Regions from separate parts of the Capra hircus genome. Here region 1 is linked to region 2. Evidence: chromatin contacts called from public Hi-C data. All regions are on one chromosome and are shown on one strand. The core of a region is the stretch at or near the end of the contact, and the rest is flanking DNA. Distances in the headings are between cores, read along the strand shown.

Region 1 (2,700 bases), core at 152-2,651, 150 kb before region 2:
TGATGTCTCTCGTCCCCCTTGCCCAGTGGCTCATCCGGAAGCCCCTCCTGTCACGCATCTCCCCTCCCGCTGTCCCTGCATGCTTTCCAGAACAGGCTCCGACTCTCTGTCCTTCCCCTCCCTCCGGCAGGTGAAGACAGAAGAGCAGATCGCAGCCGAGGAAGCCTGGTATGAGACAGAGAAGGTGTGGCTTGTCCATAAGGATGGCTTCTCGCTGGGTGAGTCTGGGGAGGCCCAGGGGGCAGGTGCCTGGGCCCCTCTGGTTTCAGGACTAGGCGGCTGGTGGGCCTCTGGGTCTGGCCAGGGCTGGGTGGTGCATGGGGAGAAGGCGGGGCCGTGAAAGCCCCAGAGAGGACTGCTGTGGCTTCCCAGGCTCATGTCTGTCTGTCTGTCTGTCTGTCTCTGCTCTGCAGCCACTCAGCTCAAATCCAAGGAGCTCAGCCTGCCCGAGGGGAAGGTGCGAGTGAAGCTCGACCACGATGGGGCCGTCCTGGACGTGGATGAGGATGACGTGGAGAAGGTTTGTGGGAGGCTGATGGAGGGCACCAGAGGGGGGCCCTGCCGGGCTGGGCAGGCTGTCTGCTGGCATGGCCAACCAGATCTGCTTCTTCTTCGGTGCCCACCTGTCTGTCCCATCCCGCAGGCCAATGCTCCCTCCTGCGACCGTCTGGAGGATCTGGCCTCGTTGGTGTACCTCAACGAGTCTAGCGTCCTGCACACTCTGCGCCAGCGCTACGGTGCCAGCCTGCTGCACACATATGCCGGCCCCAGCCTGCTGGTCCTCAGTCCCCGAGGGGCCCCGGCCGTGTACTCGGAGAAGGTGCGGCCCCACAGACCCACCACCCTCTACCTCCCCGCGTCGCCCACCTTCCCCAGCCCTGCCTCTTCCACTTGGCATCCCACAGGGCTCTTGTCCACACTCACAGTGACCTTGGGGACAGGAGTCAATTCAAGGGATGGGGACAGAAGCCGCACCACCACCACCACCTCGCATAGAGGCCAGGACTTGACTAGTATCTGCACTTCCATGTATGACCTTAGCCTCCGAACTTTCTGGCTCCTCTGGAGTGAAAAGCCCAGAAAGGTGTGGGTCTCGGGGGTGAGGGCTGTCCACATGGGGCCAGCTAAGAGCGCCCACCCCTTCTTTCCACCCCTCTCACACCCCAGGTGATGCACATGTTCAAGGGGTGTCGGCGGGAGGACATGGCCCCGCACATCTACGCAGTAGCCCAGACCGCCTACAGGGCGATGCTTATGAGCCGTCAGGACCAGTCCATCATCCTCCTGGGCAGCAGTGGCAGTGGCAAGACCACCAGCTGCCAGCATCTGGTGCAATATTTGGCCACCATCGCAGGCACCAGCGGGAACAAGGTGTTCTCTGGTGAGGCAGAGGCAACCGGGGAAACAGAATGGACTGGAGGGGGCGGGGTAGGACCGGAGAGGCGGTGGAGCTGGATAGGGGGCGGGGCTGGAGAGGGGGTGGAGCTGGATGGGGGGCGGGGCTGGAGAGGGGCGGGGCTGGAGAGGGGGTGGGGATGGAGGCCCTGCCAAGACACCAGCTCTTTTACCCCCCCGGGCCTCTCTGTGTCCTCAAAACCCTTCTGTCCCCAGCAGTTCTGGTGTGAGTAACTGAGCCTTTGGGTACTAGGGGAGCAGCTACGGGCTGGGCCTCCGATTCTGCCTGGGCCTCTGGAGCCTGTGGCTGGGGGCGAGCAGCGCCTGGCCCTCCTGACAGCCCCGGGGCCTGTTTTCTGCAGTGGACAAGTGGCAGGCTCTGTCCACCCTCCTGGAGGCCTTTGGGAATAGCCCCACCGTCATGAACGGCAACGCCACCCGCTTCTCCCAGATCCTCTCCCTGGACTTTGACCAGGCTGGCCAGGTGGCCTCCGCCTCTGTTCAGGTGAGGGGCATGCAGGGTGGTAAGAGACTGGCTGCCTGGTTTCCATGCCTAGAAAGCAGACTCTCTCCTGCGCCTCGTTTTCCTGAGATTCTGCCCCAACGAAGTGGACCCCAGCCCCAGCAGGGCTGTCCTGCTTTGCCCAGAGCCTCCACATTCTGCCCACCCGCTGTGCCTCCTGCCCTGGGTGGGGCATGGCTTGGCTTCCTGCCTATCCTGGGGTGGCCCACACCTTAGTTGCTCAGGGCCTTCTCTCAGCCTGATTGACCCATGCAGGACTGGCCTGTCAGTAAAGTAAGGCCCACCCTCTGAGGCTGGTTCCCTTCCGTGCTTATGAAATAGCTCATCCCGAGTGCCTGGTTCCCCTGGCCGCTGGGTTGGGTGGCAGGGCATGTGATCTTCCCCAGCTCTGGGGTCTGCCCCACACTTGCCTGTGAGGTGATCTGGCCTCTGGTTGAGCTCCTTGAGAATAAGATGCAGCTGCTCGTTGCCACGGGCCTGGTTGGGGAAGCCTGACCTGGGCCTGCCCTCCAGCCCACACACCCTCTATGCTCTGCTGCAGACCATGCTTCTGGAAAAGCTGCGTGTGGCCCGACGTCCAGCCGGTGAGGCCACATTCAACATCTTCTACTACCTGCTGGCCTGTGGGGATGGCACCCTCAGGTGAGTGGGACAGAGGGCACCGGGAGGATGCTCTGGGCTCCCACCCACTGACAGCTCCTGGGCTTTGCCCCCGATTGTATCCCATGCCAGTTGTTTATTTCATGGCTGCTATGTGTTAGGCTCTGAGCTAGGCCCTGGAG
Region 2 (2,700 bases), core at 34-2,533:
CAAGGAGCCTGGCAGGCTACAGTCCATGGGGTCTTGCATAGAGTCCGATACGACTGAGCAACTAAGCTAAGCTCTGGCACTGACATTGTGTCTGGACCCTGGTCTGCCCAGAAGCAGCCCTTTCTTATATTCATACAGAGACACACAGAGGCTAGTAGAGTTCCTGCCTGGACCTCACTTCCCATCCTCCTAGTGCCATCAAGTGAGGGTGAGCCTCCTCCAACCCCAAGACCCAGGAGTGGTTTCTCAGTCTAGACGGTCCTCATCTCTCCCAGCACCCCAGGGTTTTCAGGCTCCATAGCCCAGACTCTTCACTCAGCCGCTCTCCTTGACCCCTCCAAGGCCTTCTTCCCTACCTCTCAGCCCTGGTCCCCATTTTTAGCTAAGGCCCCAGCTTGGCACTGGATTGGGATTTGCTGGGCTGTTTTACAGGATTTGCTGCCACCATTCGGTTATATTTGGTATGACAGTTTCAAAAGTTAAGTTTCCCAGGGCAACTTGTTCCTCCCACAACTTCCTTGAAGTTGCATCCTGCTTCCCCATCCGGGATGCCTCCTGTTTTTCGAAGTCCACAGCCCTTGTCATCAAGGTTTTTAGCACTCCTCAGTGAATACCGGGAAAGTTTTTACTGTTTGACTTTGGTGTTTCCTGCTGTAATTCATCTTTGTCCCTTGCAGAAAAAATAATATCAATACTTCACATCAATATAGGCGTTTCACTATTTCGAGTGCTTTCACATCTATAAGTCATTCAGTACACATTTCTTGGTTCCAGGGATACCAAGCTGAATAAGATACTCCCCATTTATTCTCACAAGAACCCTGAAAGTGCGCTGACATTTTGAACCTCAGTTAACAAATGAGGAAACCAGGATACTGAAAGGAGATATAACTTGCCTGGAGTGTCAAAGCTTGGAACCCAAGGCTCCAACTTCCAGCTCTGTGCTTGCTCCAGCCCAGGCTGCGGAAGTATCACTGACACCTTCTGGGGAGGGGATCAGAGTCTCTTCTGCAATTCCTGATGCTTCCTCTGACACCTCGAGGCAGGCTGGGGCAGGCCTCTTTTGCCCTGGCTATGACTCAGCCCCTTACACACACACACACACACACACACACACGCATGCACGCACACACACACACACACACACGTCACCCATTCTCTCTCTGCAGCCTACCTCCTGAGCTGCCACTTTCCCCGACGTCCAGCTTATGGAGCTGTGACTGTCACCAGCCTCCACCCTGGAGGTAGTGCCCGCTTCCGCTGTGCCACCGGCTACCAGCTGAAGGGTGCCAGGCTCCTTACCTGTCTCAACGCCACCCAGCCCTTCTGGGATTCTCAGGAGCCGGTCTGCATCGGTGAGTGTCCCCCGGGGACTCAGTGCCAAACAGGGAAGTGAGGTGGGGGCTCATCCCTGCTCTCTGTTGCGGTCTGGCACCTCCATTTGCTCTCCATAAGGAAGCCAGAAAATGGCCTCACACCTCAGTAGCATTTACACAATCTGTACTTCTTGAGCACTTACTGTATGGAGGCACCACAGGTATACCGAGTGGAATTAAACAGGGACTGCGCCCTCAAGGAGCCCACAGTTCTAGGAAATGAGGGAGGAAGACAGGCCCTGGGTCACCAACTTCCAGAGCAGGAAGTTAAAAGCACGGATGAAGAGAAAGAGTGGCTGGAGTGGGTGGAAGCAGTCGCTCCTAGCTGGGTGCCTAGAAGGCTTCCTGGGGGGAGCAGCTTTGAGGGTTTCAGTGGAAGGAACAGTGTGGGCAGTGAACCCAAGGTGACAAGGGGAGGGAGCGTTTGAGGGACACAGAAAACAGCCAGGTTTGGCTGAGGCCTGAGACATGGGGAGAGGGTGGTGGGAGGGCCTTGAACGTCAGGCCAAGACACTGGGTGGAGAACCGTTGACATTTTGTGAGACGAGGAGGGAGGGGTTCAGAACTGTCCCTCAGGAGAGACAGGCGGGTGGTGTCTGAAAGCTCGCAGCCAGCCAGGCAAGAGGGTTTGAATTTAGACAATGACTTTGGGAATGAAGAGGTTCCAGAGACCCCGACGAGGGAAAGGGGGTACGTAGGAGACTCCCAGGTTCTGGTCCTGGGTGATCGGAGAGTCTGAGATTGCTGCCAGTGAAGAGGGGCTTGTTGACAGAGGAAGATGGAGTGTTTTGTTTGCAGGGTGAAAGCATCTTGGGGTTTTGATACTTATTTCATCCTATAAACTCTTTCTGGGCATCAGGCCAAAGTGGGTATGAATAAGCCAGACCTGGGCTCTGCCCTCAAGGAGCTCTCTGTTCGACGGGAAGACTGGAAAGCGACTCAGGAAGTTCAGGGCAGATGGTGCTGTGATGGGGCGAACTCAGGGCACCATGGAGATCCAAGCGGGGGGAGTAGGGGAGAGCTGCTCGAAAACGAAGAAGGAGGTCAAACAAGCTTCCCAAGGAGAAGGCAGGGAAGGGTGACGGGCATGTCGGAGCTCCGGGCAGTGGAATGGATTCCTGGAACAGCGCATGCAGAGATGCAGAGACATGAAGCGGCACGCCACAGTGGGGGCCGGCGGGGCACGCCTGAAGAAGACAGTGGGCCGGGAAGCGCTGCAGCCGAGCCAAGAGAGACGGCTTTATAAAAGGCTCTAACCCCCTCTTGAGCTTGGACTTTATCTCGAGGGTTACAGGAAGCCACTGAGGAATTTAAGTGGAAGACA

What was found. A called contact is a pair of places that touch in the nucleus more often than the background predicts.
Region 1: a Hi-C map of liver shows a contact between it and region 2, with 5 times the contacts expected there. The contact joins two enhancer-like sites. A contact is called at or near these places in 3 of 5 Hi-C or Micro-C datasets (blood and liver).

The regions. Positions count from the first base shown.
Region 1 is chr19:20,305,367-20,308,066 of ARS1.2, reverse strand. MYO18A (unconventional myosin-XVIIIa) reads left to right here. Exons shown (of 42, transcript XM_018064343.1): 4 at 131-218; 5 at 414-520; 6 at 644-820; 7 at 1,168-1,381; 8 at 1,758-1,900; 9 at 2,460-2,560. Among named protein-coding and RNA genes, the nearest start is that of TRNAV-CAC, 56 kb to the right of the region's middle. Within about 2 kb of position 1,401, at least 1 of the 5 cell types and tissues checked has an H3K27ac peak or open chromatin away from gene starts, as enhancers often do.
Region 2 is chr19:20,155,089-20,157,788 of ARS1.2, reverse strand. SEZ6 (seizure protein 6 homolog) reads left to right here. Exons shown (of 17, transcript XM_018064332.1): 5 at 1,170-1,355. Among named protein-coding and RNA genes, the nearest start is that of PHF12, 11 kb to the right of the region's middle. Within about 2 kb of position 1,283, at least 2 of the 5 cell types and tissues checked have an H3K27ac peak or open chromatin away from gene starts, as enhancers often do.